2 separate regions of the Anas platyrhynchos genome follow, and region 2 is linked to region 1. The links are chromatin contacts, called in public Hi-C maps. All regions are on one chromosome and are shown on one strand. The core of a region is the stretch at or near the end of the contact, and the rest is flanking DNA. Distances in the headings are between cores, read along the strand shown.

What was found. Hi-C and Micro-C count contacts between places; a contact is called where the count stands out from the background.
Region 2: a Hi-C map of subcutaneous adipose tissue shows a contact between it and region 1, with 1.6 times the contacts expected there. The contact joins the enhancer-like site here to the promoter of ANK1 in region 1. A contact is called at or near these places in 3 of 8 Hi-C or Micro-C datasets (liver, skeletal muscle and subcutaneous adipose tissue).

The regions. Positions count from the first base shown.
Region 1 is chr23:209,617-212,931 of IASCAAS_PekinDuck_T2T, forward strand. ANK1 (ankyrin 1) reads left to right here and starts at 1,533. Exons shown (of 44, transcript XM_027443542.3): 1 at 1,533-1,655. KAT6A (lysine acetyltransferase 6A) reads left to right here. Exons shown (of 18, transcript XM_027443577.3): 18 at 1-1,096.
Region 2 is chr23:350,005-353,215 of IASCAAS_PekinDuck_T2T, forward strand. No RefSeq gene overlaps it. Among named protein-coding and RNA genes, the nearest start is that of ZMAT4, 18 kb to the right of the region's middle. Within about 2 kb of position 1,432, at least 1 of the 8 cell types and tissues checked has an H3K27ac peak or open chromatin away from gene starts, as enhancers often do.

The sequences.
Region 1 (3,315 bases), core at 283-2,782:
GAAATGCAGACACATTAAGACTAATTTCTTTTGTTTTAAAACCAAAAGAATCTAAAAGTTGGGTTTCTTCAGATGCACTAAAATGGACTTTTCCTCCAATAACTGCTAACCATAAAAGGCAGAATTCAAAGGACTTCCACTTCTTATTTCTGTTTAGTTTTGAGCATGTACAAGGCTGTGTAGGACCCCATTTCTCTGTATATACTATTCCAGTTCCAAATATCCCATGTAGAAAGCGCACTGTGCTGCCCTCTCCTTCCTAAATCGTAGCTGTGTCACTGCTTCCTGACTGTTGGGGGTAGTGGGGCAGGCACGGGTCTGCAGCAGGAGGAGAAGCTGTTGAAATGAGGGCCGTGAGTTTAGTTTGTTTGCTGTTATGTTTGGTTTGGTTTTGTATTTTTTTTTTGGTTTTATGTTTTATTTTTGTTTTTTTTTTTAAATCAATTGGGCAGCTCCCTTTTCCACAAGCCTTTGTGACTGTAGAACTATTGTAGAAAAAATGTTCTTTTCTATATATAAAAAGAAATTATCCAACGCAGTAATATTGGTACCTACCATTTTTCACTTCTGTTTAAAAATAAAATAAAATATGTATTTTTAGCAAGATAACTTGGGTAATCTTCTAAAAGAAATTAAAAAAAAAATCTCACTGTTAGTGACTTTGATGCCTTTTAAAATAAGAGCTTTTTCATTTCATTCCATCTTTAAAATTTTTTATCTTTGTTGTAGAATATTAAAAACTATTTTAAGAAAGATAAAAATTCTCTTTAAAGAGATCTCTAGAGTGTGTGAATAGGAGCTCCAGATGCCTCTAAAAGCCGCATGTACAAATGAAGCTGAGTCTATTCCTGTCTGTTTATATTTGCTTTTCCTGTTTTGTAACCTCTTTGTACTTTGTTCATGGTGACTTGTAAGCTAAGGGGAAGGGGGTGCCTAGATGCCTTTGTAATTCTCCATGTCATACGCTCCTGGCTGGATGGTCTCCCTTCCTCTACTTGTATGTAATATCACTTTTTTTTCCCCTTTCTAGCAAGTACTTTCAAAAGAACTCTGTACATTTTAACATAAAAAATAAATTATGTTGAGCCATTTTGGATGTCTGTTGTGCATGTGGGTTCTTTCTTCCCCGTGAGCGCTCAACTCTGCCACCAGCCCCCGGGGCTGATTTTCACCTTTGGGGCTGAAAGGGACGGGGTCCTTGGAGCCCAGGCGCGCGGCGGCCGAGCTCCCCGTGGTGGCGCTCAGCTTCCCCTGGGAAGAGCGATACAGGAAGGAGAACGTGGGAAAACCTCAGCGAGCTGCTGCAGCTCGAGCTCGCCCTCTGCGAGGAGCACCCGCAGCACCGGGCGAGCGCTGGAGGGAGGCGGAGCCGCGGCGGGCACGGCCGAGCGCGTTCCCGTCCGCTCGTGCGCGGGGGCGGCCGGGGGCGCGCGGCGGGGCGAGGCGAGGCGGGGCGCGCGCCGCGGTGTCCCGCGCGCTCGTGCAGGGAGGGGGCGCTGCCGGCCCGCCCCGCACCTCGGGGCTGAGCACGTGCGGGCCCGGGGGGCGTCGTGCGGCGCAGCCGGGAGCGGAGGGGAGAGGGGGGGAGCCGCGGGTGAGGCCGGCGGGGGCCGGCGGTCACCTGAGAGCTGCGGGGAGCGGGCCGGCACCTGCAGGTAAGCGCCCGCAGGCCCCCAGCAGGCGCACGTCCTGCAGCTGGCTGCGCCCGTGTTATTTTCCCGTAGTCAGTGTTGGAGTTAAGCCTGCAGTAACCATTCGGTGCCAGCAAGCTCTCAAGCTCTTTGTATATTGCTCATAACTCCCTTTTTTTTTTTTTTTTTTTAAGCTTTGTCACCATCCAATAGCAAAGTTGTAAGGTAGAGGGTGTCCGCCTCTTCCCCCCCCTCCCCCCCGCCCATTGTGCCCCATTTATTCTGTACTTGGGGGTTATAGTTTGGGTTCTTTTTGTATTTGCTTGTTATTTGATATCTAAATCCATATTTAACATGTTTAATTTGACCATTAAAACGTGTTTGGCTTGAATTGTTATTTACAAGCAACACTGCATCTGCTTTTATTTATTCCTGATTTTCAGAAACATCTCTCATTTTTCAGATATGGAATGGATTTTAGAAGTAAAATGCCAACTGAGAATGGTTGCATGTCCTCCAGAAGTTCAAAATGGCTTTGACTTCTGGAATCAATGCCCTGAGTGGTTAGACTAGAACATAATTCTGTTGCTTTAGATAACAGTAAAGTTCAAAACGGTGATGGTGAATCGCTGCCATGAAATGATGCCGTACGTTTCTGTTCTTGTAAAATGCTTAAATCATAAACTGAGCGGTAGAACAATACAAGGTCTTTTTCTAATGCCCTGATACCAAATTGTTGTTACACCTGTGCACATGAAATACATTTCAGTTCATTGTTTGAGATCTTTGCAATGCTTAATCACAAGCTATCAAGCTTGGGGTGAGCAGGGCCAGCACTAATAACAATTAAAATAGTACTTGTGTATTTCTGAGTTCTTAAGGTAGTTGAAACCATTTTAAGAAGAAAAATGCAAATACCAGAATGTAACAGTTTATAACAACTTTCTCTCTAGCCGTGTAGGCCAAGGAACAAAAATAAGTGCTTATGAAATCCATAAGCAAGATCATAGGAATGTGATTTTCCAGAGTTAGTGAACTGTTAAACAAGTATGGCTACTTAAGAAAAGTTTATAAAAACCGTTATTTGCTCAAATAAGCTTGACTATTAATAACACCTGTTTGTTTTTGTTGGTGGTGGTGGTTTTATTTTTATTTTTATTTTTTTAAGGGAAATTAAAAAAACAAACTCGTTTGTGTGAGTTAACTTGTCTTGATGATAGACCGTTTAGGAGTCATGAACAAGGAGATCTCTTTTTCAGTTTCTTGATGTAGAAACTATCAAATCCTGTTGTTAAAGGACTAAATATATGAGTTTTTTGTGGATTTGGTTTTGTTTTGTTTTTCTGAGAGTTGCTATGCTAGATAGGAGTGAAATCAGACTGTCCTGATGTGCAGGAACTGTTAGTACCTTACAGCATGCTGTGAGCAGCTGCTGCTGCATGCTCTGGATTGCCACAGCCAGGTAATCATGCTGTGGACATAAAACTATTCCCTTCAGCACTATCCGTCTTGCTCCAAATTTGTCAGTATGTGGACCAAAATGTCTGTTACCAACACTCAATATGCAGGGAAGAGTTCACATGCAACCAACAGCAACGTACAAACTTCTGCCAGGGAGACTAATGTTGAGGCTTTTCAGCAGGTTAATTGGAAGGCTGAGAGCTCATCAGTGAGGTAGTTTAAA
Region 2 (3,211 bases), core at 182-2,681, 140 kb after region 1:
GGCATGGGCTGGCATGCTTGCTAGTGGTCTCCCGCTGGCTTAGAGCATTAGATTATGCAGGATTGAGTTTGATTTCTTCCCCCCTCCTCGGATTTTTAGTAGCTGACAGTTGTTACCAGCGTGAGGTACTAACTTTTTATTTTGAATGCATGAGTTCAGGCTTGTTAATCACTTCCAAATGCCCTCCATCTAAAGGCTATATTGTTTCAGTATTCAGCCACTAATTTTTTGAAATCTCTGAAATAAGACACTGCTCTCAAACATGTGCCGGAGAGTTGTTCCTTTCCGCTGTATTTTAAAAATATACATGTGGTTTAATTCAACAAGAGGACTGGAGGGGACATTTTTCCACCAGTTCCCTCCTCCCCCTTTTCTTTAGAGTTGTATCTGCCAAACCACCAGGCTCTGTGCCAACAGCAGCCCCTTGGATGATCCCAAATGCATCTGGAGGTTAAAAAGTGTGCTTCCAGTGAAGCCCGAAGTTGCTGTCTTACAATACGCGACTTGATGTGCCCTGGGGGCTGTTCAGTCACCTGCTGGCTGAGGACAAATGCCACCAGTGCTGGGATGCAGATGCCAAAGAGAAAAAAGGTCTTTGGATGGGGTAGGGCTTCTAGCAGCTCAAGAGCCCTGCAGGCTGCCTGGCTGAGGCAGAATCAGCTGGACTGTGCCCAGGGCAGGGCGGGTTCTCTCAAGCCTCTGGGACCTGAGATGAGCAGTGACAGCGCAGCTGGGCAGGCGGCTGCCTTTCCTCGCAGGAAAGGGCTGATGTTGTTCTCTTTGCTCTGTTGCTGCTGTTATGCAGGGATAAAGCCAACAAAAGGAAAGTCCCTACCCAAGGGTGTCACGATGCAGCTGCTGGTTTGGGAAAGACAGCAAATGCTGCAAAACTAGGTGAGAAATGACAGTGCCTGTCTGAGAGATCTCACAGCTCGGGCAGATTCTGGAAATCACCGATCTGCCAAAATAATGGGTACTGTGTTCAGAAAGTGAAGCGCAGGGAGGGTTTCTGCCAGCCCTAAAGCTCTTAAGGAGTTTGGTTGTGTCAGGGCTCCCAATTAATTTCTGTGATTGAAGTTGCTTTTATGCTCCCTAGCTTTGGTAGGACTCTTGGACAGAACTGGGTGCTGTGTCTGATCTGCCTGAGCTGCTTTAAACTCAGTTCAAGAGCTGCTAGCTGGGCTGCCTGCCTGCTGCGTGCTGAGGGGCCCTCCCGACGTTGGCCCTTTGGGAGGATGCTCCTTTGCTAGCGGCTCTGCTCCGGGCAGAGGTGCCAGGAGGCCGGACCAGTGCTGTGCTGTGCAGCTGGTGGTGCTCCCAGAAATGCATTTAATGGCTTGAGTGGCTGCTGCCAGGGGAGCATGCCCAGGTCGGAACGGGTGCGCTGGTTTCTCCGTGAGTCACTGCTCGCTGACAGCCCCTCTGAAAGGCAGCGAGCAGAGGCGAGAGCCGCTTTCGAGCAGCGTTTGGTGCGGTTGCTCAGGGTCAGCTCCAGGAGCCAGAATAAGCGAACCCCTTCTGCCAGAGGAACGCGGAGCGAGGGGACCAAGCGGCCCTGTGCGGGCACGGGGACGGGGTCCGGGGCGCTGCGACGCCGGGTGCCGGTCCCGGTGCCGGTGCCCAGCCCGGTGCCGTTCGCGGCGCTCCGGGCCCCGCAGCGCGGCCGGCCGCTGCCCCCTGGCGGCGGCGGGGGCAGTGAGGAGGGGGCTCGGCTGCCTGGCGTCGTTCAGCAGCTTGCTGCGGGCGATCTGGGTTTGCACGGTGCCAAGCGAAGGGTTAAAAGGAAAATCTCCCCCGCAGCCGCTCCTGCGAGGTGACCTCTGCGGGACCCTCCCAGCGATGCAGCTATCTTGTCTCCGTGCTCTAGGAGACGCTGCTTATCCCGAGCCTGACAGTTTGCTGATGTCTCCAGGCGCTTCCCCAGCAGCTGGTTTTCGTTATCATCACTGTATGGCACCTCACCTGATCTTGCAAACTTGGCACGATAAGCGACTGAGAGATTGAAGGGGTATCACATCACGTCCCCGCCAGGTCGGACAGGAGTTATTGAGCTGGGTGTCAGCATGGGAGGCTATTTCTAATACAGCTCCCCTGTGCATTGCCCTGCCTTATACCAGGTCCAAATTTGTCCCAGTGAATGGGAAACATCTGCAGGAAAAGCTTTTTCCCCCTCTTGCAGCACTAGGGGTGCACAGGGTTGTGCACCTCGTTTATGAGGATTTTTGGAGCTGGTTTGGTGCAGCTCAGCTGAACTCTGAGTGCTCCCCAGGAAGGAGACTGGATTTGCACAGCTCCTTCCCTCTGCCCTGCACTGCAGCCCAGCTTCCAGGAGCCAGGTCCCAGAAAAAAAAACTCCAGTTTGGTGGAGAGGGCCCTCAAGCAAGGACTGCCAGGTGTACCAGATCCCCTCCTGCCAGGCTGGTGGGCTGTCCCCAGAACCCGGTCAGCCTTTTCTGACATACAAGAAACCATCCTGGTGACAGTCTGCTGAGGTCAGACCTGGCCGGGGACATGGGACTACAGGGCAGTGCCCAGAAGAAGCTGTCTGTGGCCTGATTCCACCATGTGTTTCCCAGGCAAGCAAATGTGAGAGGTGCATTCCAGAGCCCAGCTCCCCAGCTGAGGCTCGAGATGATCCACTGGTGATCTCTATTGTGGAGGTGTGCAAGCATGCTCACACAGACCTTTTCCATTCGGTGTGAGGTTAGCACAGACCAAACATTTCTAAACTGCTTGGGATCTGCCCTGCTGCAGGGATCCAGCCTGAGCATCCAACTGCATCCTCTGAGCTCTGCCCCATTGCTACTTCTCTGGTCTTTCTCCATAGCAAGTCCTGCCAGACCCATCTCTACCTGGAAAGGAAGGTTCATTGGCATGTGTTTGCAGTCAGACTTGCTTTTCAGCTGCAGAGAGCAGCAAAGGGAGAGGATTTCTCAACCCCATGCCCAGGGGCTGTAGCTGGAAAGGCCTCTGCTGTCCAAGTGAAAGCTGAACGCAAGCTGAGGGAAAACAGATGGTTTCAAGATCAAGCCCATCACATGAATGAGAAGCCAAACTGCTGATGGATAGGGCAGCATTTAGCTCAGGCATGGAGCCAAATACAATGTTGTCCTCCCTCAAGTGCAGGGTTGCTGATGACCGAGAACACAAACTCTTGTTCGGGTCTGGAGCAATCCAGCTATAAAGAGAGCAGAACCCAGCTGGGGTGTTG